Regions from separate parts of the Anser cygnoides genome. Here region 1 is linked to region 2. The links are chromatin contacts, called in public Hi-C maps. All regions are on one chromosome and are shown on one strand. The core of a region is the stretch at or near the end of the contact, and the rest is flanking DNA. Distances in the headings are between cores, read along the strand shown.

Region 1 (5,103 bases), core at 2,275-4,774, 410 kb after region 2:
TGTTTTGCATCACTGGCTCCACTACTAATACCTCCCTGCTTCCTCCTGCAGCAGTGCTAACCCTGGCTGCGCTTTTGCCAAGCCTTGCCACAGGACAAGGAGACACTGTCCCAGGGCCTAATGTGACACACAATTCATTCAGTCTCCCCAGAGCCATGCTCCTTTGCCTCCTCCTTCTTACCGAAGGGTGGCCTGGCCCCTCCAGAAAATAAAAGACAGACTCCACACAGCACACAGTTGCCAGAACAGTTGTCGCTGACAACCAAACTGAAGATAAGCTACACCATCACCGTCTTCATTTACTGCCTTGAATTCCTACATTTTGTTTCTCTTTGCACACAGGAAGGACAGGCAAGTTTTTTTTATATCATCTTGTCAATGTCAGTGACCAGCTTCTGCGTCACCTTGCATGTCTCACGGGGCATAGGGCTGAAACTCCACAAAGAACTGGCAGCCTTAAAGAAACTGAGACAGGACCTGCACCAGCAGGCCAAATGGTTCCAGCCCAGACCTAGAAGGTCATCCCAGGGCTGCAAAAAACTTTCTGCAGTAGATAGATGCAAATAAACAGGCCCCAGCTAAGTTTAAAAAGCCTGGTCTCCCATCTGGGCAGAGGAAGCACGTCAAAGTGAAGACATATAAACACACTGTCAGTTATCAATGGGAAAATAAAGCAGCACAGAGGGTGGGAAGTGACTTGTGCAAATATACCTAGGGAGGGCTGGTATAGAAAGGAGGTGGTGGTGCTTTGTGGTCAGTCATAAAAGGAAGATGTGAATCAGGTCACTGCATACTGACTCCAGACAGACGTCAAAAGCAACCATGTTCAGAGCTAGACAAACACGGCCATGGAACCCCATCGGTGTAAATCAGCCTTGCATCCGTGCAAGTCAACATGATGCCAGGTTACATCAGAAGACACTCCAGCCTCCTCTCCCAATATGAGAAGAAACCGTGCAAGAGGCTTGTTTGAACTAGGATTACATCATCCTGCACTGCAAAAAAGCTGGGCTGTGGCAAGTCCAGGAACAGCTGCCAGGGAAATCCTGGAGTCGCTTTAGGGAAGATCTGGGAGTTTCACCCCTCAACCAGAGCCCTGAGTTTTTGATGCTGTTCCCATCACGTTGCTTGTCAAAGGTGCTCGGCTTCACCCACACCATCCCTATGAGCAACCCCCAAGACATAACCCAGAGGCATTGCTGCTGATTTAACAGCATACAGCATTAGGAAGCACACGGCTCATTTAAACATACCATGTTACAAGTCAACACTGACTGGTGTGTACTGAGGAGCTGAAAAGCACAAGCTGCCTTTCCTCTCCAGCCAGGACACCTTGTATAACACCACGGGCTACAATGCAGAAGTATCCTCTGGAGCCTTGCAACAGCAAGTTCAGCTTCGTGAATGTCAGCATAAAAATTTGGCCCAGAAAACACTGCCAAGCAGAGGTTAAAGCTCCATGAGTCAGCCAGGATTTTCTCTACCTGCTTCTGTTCATCACCTACCACAACTCAGGACTACAACAGTGTGGACAGACAGGACAGCAATGGGACAGAACCAGACCTGAACAGACAAACCTGTTTCTGAAGGGAGGGAAACTCCTGATCCAGTGGCCCCTCTGCAGATTATCAATAACCACTGGTGTGCATCAGTGGTAATCTGCTGGTCTGGCCTCTGAGGCAGACGATGGGAAAGACAGACAAATATTGGTCGTGGGTATTGTGGTTGCACCTAGCAGCAACCAAGCACCCCAACCTTTACGTAACTTGAAGCTAACAGCGATGGCTCAACGAAGCTAATTAGCCCCCACGGACTTATCTGGTCTCAGCTCCTGCAGGAACTGGGTCCTCTCACAGAGCCTGCACTGGAAGGATGGTGCTAACACGTCCTGAAAGATCCTTCTCAAATCTCACTTCTTCCCTGTCCCTCAGGGACAGGGCAGCTCTCACCACCTAGGCGTCTGCAGGAACCAGCCAGCTCCTAGAGCCGCAAATATGGCCCAGACTGCTGCCCCTGCCTCCAGCAGCAGCAGCCAGGACATGCCTCAGACTGCCAGGTGAAGAATACAGACCCGCCACTGCAGAAATGCCTCCTGCTTTAGGCGGCCCAGTGGAAGAAAAGGCAGAGACCTTCCTCTGCAAACAGTAGAGGAAAAAAAAAAAAAAAGGAATAAGAGGAACTGTGGATTTAAAGTAAGAGGCAAATAGTGTAAATTTGCTAAATATCTTACTCCCAAGAGAAAATCCCTTCTGCTTCTCACATTAATCAGGGCACTTAGGACTAGTCCTAACCAGCTGCTCCCACTTCCTTTGTCCATCGCCTCTTCAAACACACAAGAAGCACACTGAGACGGAGCAAACGTGCAAAGATCTGCAGACAAAACCGAGACCTTTGGAAAACACTCCATGCTAGCAAGCACCCCTCTTCCCCCACAGAGGCAGCTGTGCTTTACAGTAGGACAGTTTCCAATGTTTTCCTTCTCTGTGCAGACGAGGGATTTCCTGTCCTCCATGGCAACAACCTTGCATTTACTGAAGGAGGCCGTGCCAATAATCTCCACAGCAGAATGAAAAATTTTAAAGTGGCACTGCCTGTTCGCTCCCAGCTTCAGCTCGCTGATGTTTTCCACGTCCACGGTCCGGAACCACTCGTGAATGGGGCTAATCTCCAGCGTTGCAACTGCCCACGCATGGGAAGCTATTCCCAACCCCTACCAGTACTTCAGAAACTGATCTCAATCCCTACTAGTACTTCAGAAACTAATCTTTCTGAAGAAGGCACCAACACCGTCACCTCCCAGCTAGAGCTGACTAACCACCTTCCAAAGCCTTTGCTAACAAGGCACGATTCTCAGTTCGGAGTCAGTCCCCATCATGCAGACAGCCTTGGGGTTACGTGGCCCACATTTTCCCCCTGCAGGTTTAGAAGTCCCTCCCGAAAAGGAAGCACTGGTCCAAGAGTTTCAAAGCAGAGCTGAGCTAAGCCTTCCCTGCAAAGTCTCCCCTTCTCATCCCCTCTCGGCCTGCCTGCGTGTTGCTCTGCTGCAGGAACACAGATTCAGTACACTGAGCTGGCGACAGGCCCATCTTTGGTTTGGCCCACCTCCATTTTGGCCCATCTCATGCCATTTTAGTGAGTTACATCAGCTTGGCACACGGCCACACGAACATCAGGACCAGCCCAAGGGAAGCAATAGGAACAAAACAGGAGGGGAAGTGAGGCCATCCCCTTTCAGTGGCAGCAAGCTTGTGATGAAACTACATCTTTCACTGACCAAATTTAATTAGACAACTTTACTAGCGTAGCTCTGCTGAATCGCTCATTAACCTCTTATGCCTGAAGACGAGGGTTTTTTTGAGCAAGACCTTCCAGGAGGAGTACTTCAAGAAAGAGCTGGGAGCCGCTGACTAAATGAAGCCAAACCTGAGGTAAGTTTTTGAGCTGAGCCACAGGTGCAAACTAAACCTGTGCTGCCTTATGAGAGAGGCCTGGGTGGTTTCTATCAGAACAAACCTGATCCAAACTAAAACAGACGCAGTAAAGTAGTAAATTGGTTTCAAAGCAGGCAGTAGGCTAGCATCAAAAAGGAACCTTAAAATACTTTTCACTCATTTTTTATACCAGTGAATCAGACTGTCAGAGGCATGTTTCATAAAGAACAGGCTTAGGAAAGTTGGTAAGTAACAGTAAATTTATGCTAAACAAAAGAAACAGAAAATGAATTAAAATCCCTTTAACTGATAGGGACAGTCCTATAGCCTTACCCAAAAGAAGTTAAGGTGTTATAAGCAGTAAGCACACACGACCTGGCCGCTGCACTCTGCCTTTCAGTGTTGACAAGAAGCTGAGGTATCAGCAGCAAAGTACTTGCAATGCATTTCCAAGCGCCTGGGACTCCGCCACCCTCCCTGCAAAAAGTGACCTTGCAATGCCGCTGCCAAGTAAAACAGACCCACAAAACAGAGCACTAAAAGCCACTTAGGCTGACACATTTCACTGCGTTGGGCTGGACACGGAACAGTCACACCAGCAGTTACCACGTTTCCACAGAAGAGCAGCAAAGCGCGGCCAAGGGGCAGTCAAACTGAAATCACAAACTCATTTGGCTGCTTCCAGCAGCAGCAGATCGAGACAGCGGGAGCCCCTGGACGGGGATTTTAGATCCAAGTTAAATTTCTGCCTCTGCTGCACATTCCCTGTGGGATGACAGGCAAGTCACCTTTTCCATGCTCTCCGTGAATCCCCTCCCCTGCAAAAGGGGTCCTGTTCTTGCTGGTCTGTTCAAATCATAAGGCTGTCCCAGCAGGGGTTATTTTTAGCACGCAAGCACGAAAACCCAGCTGAGATGGACTCTGATCTCAGCTGGGCCTTCTCATCAGCTCTGTAATATAAAAAGTAAACAGAAAGCAAGGCTGAGCCCACACCAGAGCTCAGCCACTGGACAGTGTTTGATAGCAGATAAAGCACGTTTCCAGAAACCAGCCAGCTGCAGGTCTAAAGCCAGAACCAGGCAACGACCTGAGGGATTAAAACGGATCACCAGAGCTGGTATTCATTCCCCAGTGACTAGTGAGCTGCAAATGGACACATTTCAAAGCCAGTTCAGCTATTCCACTGTAACCATGCAGTGACGCAGGTGTTTCTCAGGAGCACAAGCTGAAATAACTCAGAGCTGATCGCTCAGGCACAGCAGCAAGTGCTGGGATAGCAGGAGAGTACTCAAAGCTACGCTCAAGAATGGGACCTCTGCGGAGCTCTTTGCTTCACAGCACAAGCAAGCAAGCTGTTCCTCCCCGTCTTTTAAGAGAGGCTGCAGGTGCCAGAGGCTATTAATACCCACCAGGAGAATCTTCCTAGCTCCACATGTAGTGAAATTCACATTTGCTGCCATCAGAAGCGTAGCACACAGCTACAAAGCTACTGGAGGACAGGGCCTCAGATCAGAGCTGAGCACCCCTGAAGCGCGTGGAATCAAGAAGAAACGGGATAGAGCAGAGAAGAGAGAAGCTGAAAAAAATCGGGAGCACATAGAAAAAAAACACTAGTGGTGATAAACCTAATTAAAACACCAGTAATCATCCCAAGATAACTCAGACTGCAGCT
Region 2 (5,064 bases), core at 1,002-3,501:
TCTTTTTCTCCATGACCTCAAACTGCAGCCGTTGCATCTTCAGTGCAAAGTCTGAGTCAAGTTTTGTATTTTTGTTATTCCCTGGACGTTATGAACATCAGCACGGCTGCATGTTGACAGTGCTTTCTGCTTCCCATGCAGCTGCACCACCCCTTAGGCTTGTGGTTCAGGGAGGGGCTCAGCCTGCAGAGCTGGCACTGATGTGCTCAGTTCTTGAAATGACAGGAGAAAGAAGTCACTTGCAAAGGAATTCAGCCCTGCTGCCTTTTGAGTTGATGCTCACTAATCACTCTAAGAAGGTAATGATATACGGAATGCTTTACAGAGGGATCAAGGGACACTCTTGGGGGTAGCTGATTCATTTTTGAAAAGCAGAACTGTTGGACTCCTCTAAGCCTTTGTGCATCCATGATTAATGTGGGGATAATTTGCCAGATTGCAATTGTAACTTTGTCAAAACAGTTTCAGAGTCAGTTTTACCTGTTGCAATTTGACGCAAAGGACAAATGAAAACTTTCAAAAAGAGAAATAATTCCTGCCAGCGAAATAGTCCGTCTCAACAGTGCGACTGTTGTGGCAGAGTCTAGTTGTGATGTACCCTAGCCATGCCTGTCCATCTGGTGCTTACTTTGTTCTCGCACTCAAACCTACCAGTGAAACACGACTGTGGTGCCTTTTCCCCCACTGGAGGCACAGACCGTGGTTTTCTTAATTTTAGGGAAGGAAAAGCAATCTTTCCAGAGATGATGTGTTGTACAGATTAATGTTAAGCATTTCATTTTTTTTTATAATCATGCTTTAAACACATTTATTATCCTTGACCAAAATAAGTTTCTCCAGTGATCTCTGTATTCGAATTGTCATTAAAAGTAATCTTTCTCTATGGGATGCGTTGGCTTTGTATCATACGTGTCTGACCTTCCATTCCTTTAAGGGTCTGGGGTTTCATTCATTTATTTGGACTTGTTTTTGCTTCTCCAGCTTATTTTAGTCTGTCAAGAAGAAAGACAAAAGAGTTTGAGATGGTGATGTGTCATCCCGTAGTCCAAATTGCTGTTTTACTTTATTGCTTTTCTTGAAACAGTAGCTCACAGGAAATGAGTTGCTGCCAGAAAACCGCATGACAACTGAAGAAGTGGAAGAATTAGTGCTTGGTGTATGGAAGCTGCATGTCTCATGTAAACCCCGAAGTCCCAGCGCTCTGCAATTATTTTCCTGCGTGATGGAAACAGAACAATTAAGGGGAACAATTAGTTATCATTAGTTGGTATGGATGGTTTCTCTACTAATCTCCTTGGTATGTCATAGAAGCATGCACAGCCTGCACAAATAGGGAAGGGGTGAAAGTGGGGTGTGTGTGGGGAAGGTGAGAGGCAGTGCTGTGTAGGAGCGTGTAGCTGTCCCACAGCTGAGGGAAGAAATGTGTTTCCAGGAGCCATAGGCCACTTGTAAATGCCAGGAACATGCTCTGCAGGATGCCTTGTCGATGAAAGAGCATGGAAGATTGTGTTTCACCGCCAGTATACCACATAGATAATGCTACAGCTGTATTTGCAGTACACTGAACATCCTCATTAGCCACTACTTGGGTTACCTCCAGCAGCTGCTTCTGGAAGGCTTCACACTCCACGCTCAGTCTTGCAGCCCTCTGGCAAGCGTCTCCTACATGTCCCGGGAAGGGCGAGTTAAAAAGGCAGGTGCCCACCCCCTGTGCTTTGCTGCTGCAGCTGCCTTGGTCATTTATTTATCAGGAATTGGTAAAATGGAGACTGTTTTCCAGCCTAACACAATTATATTCAAGAGCTGTCTCTGTCGCCGGTTAAATCTGCAGCAGCTTATTTCAGTAGCAAGCTTCTGCTTTTAACCAAGGCTGGTACATAATATTCATGTTCAGCTGAGAAATGGAAAAATTCTGGACAGGTGATTTTTTCCAACTGACTCCAGAAGCTTATAGCAGTGAGCTTGGACCTGCTCCGTCCAGGATAGGAGGATGTGGGGATGTTAAACCAGTTTTGGAGCTGCGGGAGAGCTCGGGGAGCACTTCCCCTCTCGTATCCCTCCTGCTCGGTTACGCAGTGCCCCCTGGTGGATAACGGGGCACCCTCGGGCGCTGGGGGGCTCCCCGCTGGAGGCCCACGGGGATGCGCTGAGCCGGGACCCAGCCTCGCTTGGGAGGGAGCCCGGGGCTTCGCCGGGAGGCTCCCGGAGACCCTGGGGTGGCGACCAGACAGCGGCCCCGGGGCGACCGAGAACGCAGGCGCCGGCTGGGCGGGCCCGGGGGCGGGCCGGGGCCGGGGCCGGGGCCGGGGCCGGGGAGGATGAATGCGGCCGAGGGGCTGCGGCAGCGCCGGCCGCTCCGCCCGCAGGTCATCACCGAGGACAGCCCGGCGCAGGAGGCCAAGGAGGGCAGGTGGGGCCGGGCGGGGACCGGGGAAAAATCCGGCCGAGAGCCGAGGCCCAGGTGCGCGGCCTCCGGGGGTGGAAGCGGCCGCCCCCAGCCCACCTGAGCCCAGGTCCCTCGGGGACCCGGCCCCTGGCTCCCCCGGGCTCCTCGGAGGGGCTTGGGCGGGGCTGGGTTTCCTGGCAAGTAATGGCTTAGGGGGTGCCTGCTTTTTGGCTTTTTTTTTTTTTTCCTGGCTTTTTGGCTTTTTTTCACTTCCTCTCCGCTGGGCTGGTTTAAATGCAGTTTGCGTTCAGTTAGTGAAGCAATGCCGGTTACCCCACTGCGGCTCGTGCAGATGTTTGCGGGGGTGTTCGAGCACTGTGTAACTGGTTGGCTGGGGTTTGGGAACGGCTGCAGGAGGAGGCAGTGGTTTAAAGAGTAGGCTGCGAGCCTGTGCGTGTTTCAGGTGCAATACCCTTGTAAACACTTCGTTTGCTTTGTGGCGAGGTTCAAAGTTCCGCTCGTAGTTTTCTGCGTAGGAATTTTTATACAAAGTTGGCTTCGCTGTAACCTCGGGCAGTAGCTGCAATAAGAAAGCAGGGTTTGGGCCCCGCTGAGTGACCTGCGTGGTGACTAGCACTGCTTTGGCTCACCGTGTCTCCTCCTGTTTGAGCACCTCGCAGGTTCTCCTCTCTGCCCTTCGGGGCCGTCAGGGCGAGGGAGGCGCTTTTGGCTGTGCGGTGACCTGCACGCACAGACCCTGTTCCTGAAGGAAGCCACCAGCGTCAATCAGCAGGTCTTTCTGGCTTCACCCTCTCTTGCTGACTTTTCTCAAATCAGTTGTATTCCTAGGACTCCAGCGGCGATCCAGAGTATCCATCACCCCAGCAGTTCCTCAAGAGGATGAGGCGGCCCAGGCTTGCTGGCTGTGGTGATCTCTGGTGCCTTCTTGCCAGCCTGCTGTCTGCAAGAGCTGGTGCAACAGCTTCTCCTCTTTGGTCCTCAGTGCCAGCTGACTTACTGTTATTATACCCGGAGCTCTGGGAAGTTGTATCCTTGAGATTTGTGGCTGGAGTCCATGCGAGTTTAATTTTCAGAGACAAAATTAGCTAAGGATCTCCGTTTTGTTTATCAGTGTTAGTAAACTAACTTTGGTGTTTCTTTTTAGGGACCAGTCCCTGACATGCAGTTGTCTGTGTTCTGTATTGGGTATGTTTTGTTTGTTTGCTTTTACAGTGATCCTGAGCATCTGACTTCTCAAGTGTTTGCTTTTGTTTGTTTGCTTTTCTTTAAATTCTTGTGGTTTCAGCAGGATCTAAAGCAGGTCTTGCAGTTTGCAGGCTTGGAGTGTGAGTTTGCATGTCACCTCATTCTTCCTGCCTCTTTCCTTTATTGTCAATTCCTTGCAAGTTTTAGTGAGGTTCAGAAATACGACCTTTACTTATATCATGCTTTCAGGAGCTTTAATTAAGTTGGCTTTAGCAGATGAGTTCCCATTCATCTTTATTAGCTTCCTGTTGCATGAGCTGTTCTCAGCTGTCACAAAGATGCTTAGGTGACTGCTGACAGCACTTTTAATCTTACAGCATTGAGCCATCATCTTTTGAAGGACAGTGGACGGACAAGGCTGACAGCTGAAGTCTTTGTGTAAACCTGGGGGCTCCCTCATCTCTCTTCTACTCTCTCCTTTCCAAATCCGAAGGGAAAAAGACTGGAATGCTGCTTCCCCGAGACACGTAGTGTTAGAGCAGATAGCGCTGAAATCTGGTGGCTCATTGCAAGGTCAGCCTGGCGCTAGGGAATTATGGAGGTGTCAGTCAGTGTGGATGAGAAAGCTTATTTGAAGCAGTTTCCATATCTGCTCACGTCATCTTGGATGGAGACAGGCTGACTGCTGTAACGCTGCTGAAGTGCACAAAGGGGATGCTGTGCTCTTGAATGTGAGAAATAAAATTGATTTTTAAGCATGTCTGTGAGCAGGACCCAAGCAGGGTTTGCTGGCGGTGCATCCTTGGAGTGGTCACCTCATCAGAGCCTAGGTCTGGGCCTAGCTCTGTCCTTTCTCTCCCAGCAGGTAACCCCAAAGGTTACCTTGAGGCTGATACCAGTGCTGCATGTACATGCCTTTAGCTCTCCAGCTGTGGTATTTGTGCTGTGGGCAGTAGTACCTGGTTTGTACCGCCTGGGTGATTGGCTGGTGAAGGACAGCACAGTGGAAATGGTCCAAGGATTAATGCAGAGCAATTGGGTACTGTTGGCCTTCATTTGTTTCATACTGCAAAGAGACTGGCTGGCTGTGCCAGTGAATATTTGAGAGTAGCTAAGTTTGTGGGAGCTGCTTTCCTAGTTCAAGGCTAGGATTTATTGACCGTGGCTTTGTGCAAATGCCTGATCGAGGCTTTTGAGCTTGATGAGAGCAAAATGTTTATTTCCTGTGAAAAAACATTTTTTTCTGTTTTGTTGTGTGTTAGCAAATGGAAGATGCTTAATTTCTTCTGCATGCTGGGGTCAAGTTTTGAACCAGTTTTTGCTAAGTCAGGGAAGGATTCATTTAATCTCCTCTAATCTTTGTTGTATTAGTTGCTTGAACTTTTCCATCTAAAACTTGTACCTAGCTAATTTCCATTATTTGAAAGATTCTGAAAGGTGTAAGTTTAACTTTGTGCTGGGATAGAAACTGC

What was found. A called contact is a pair of places that touch in the nucleus more often than the background predicts.
Region 1: a contact with region 2 is called in a Hi-C map of liver, with 2.4 times the contacts expected there. The contact joins the enhancer-like site here to the promoter of APMAP in region 2. A contact is called at or near these places in 3 of 7 Hi-C or Micro-C datasets (granulosa cells and liver).

Annotation. Positions count from the first base shown.
Region 1 is chr3:15,071,792-15,076,894 of Taihu_goose_T2T_genome, forward strand. No RefSeq gene overlaps it. Among named protein-coding and RNA genes, the nearest start is that of SNX5, 21 kb to the right of the region's middle. Within about 2 kb of position 3,525, at least 2 of the 3 cell types and tissues checked have open chromatin away from gene starts, as enhancers often do. A contact at or near this core is called in liver, where this site is marked.
Region 2 is chr3:14,666,061-14,671,124 of Taihu_goose_T2T_genome, forward strand. APMAP (adipocyte plasma membrane associated protein) reads left to right here and starts at 2,252. Exons shown (of 9, transcript XM_048078981.2): 1 at 2,252-2,410. The coding sequence starts at 2,319. It overlaps ACSS1 (acyl-CoA synthetase short chain family member 1), which reads left to right. Exons shown (of 14, transcript XM_048079023.2): 14 at 1-888.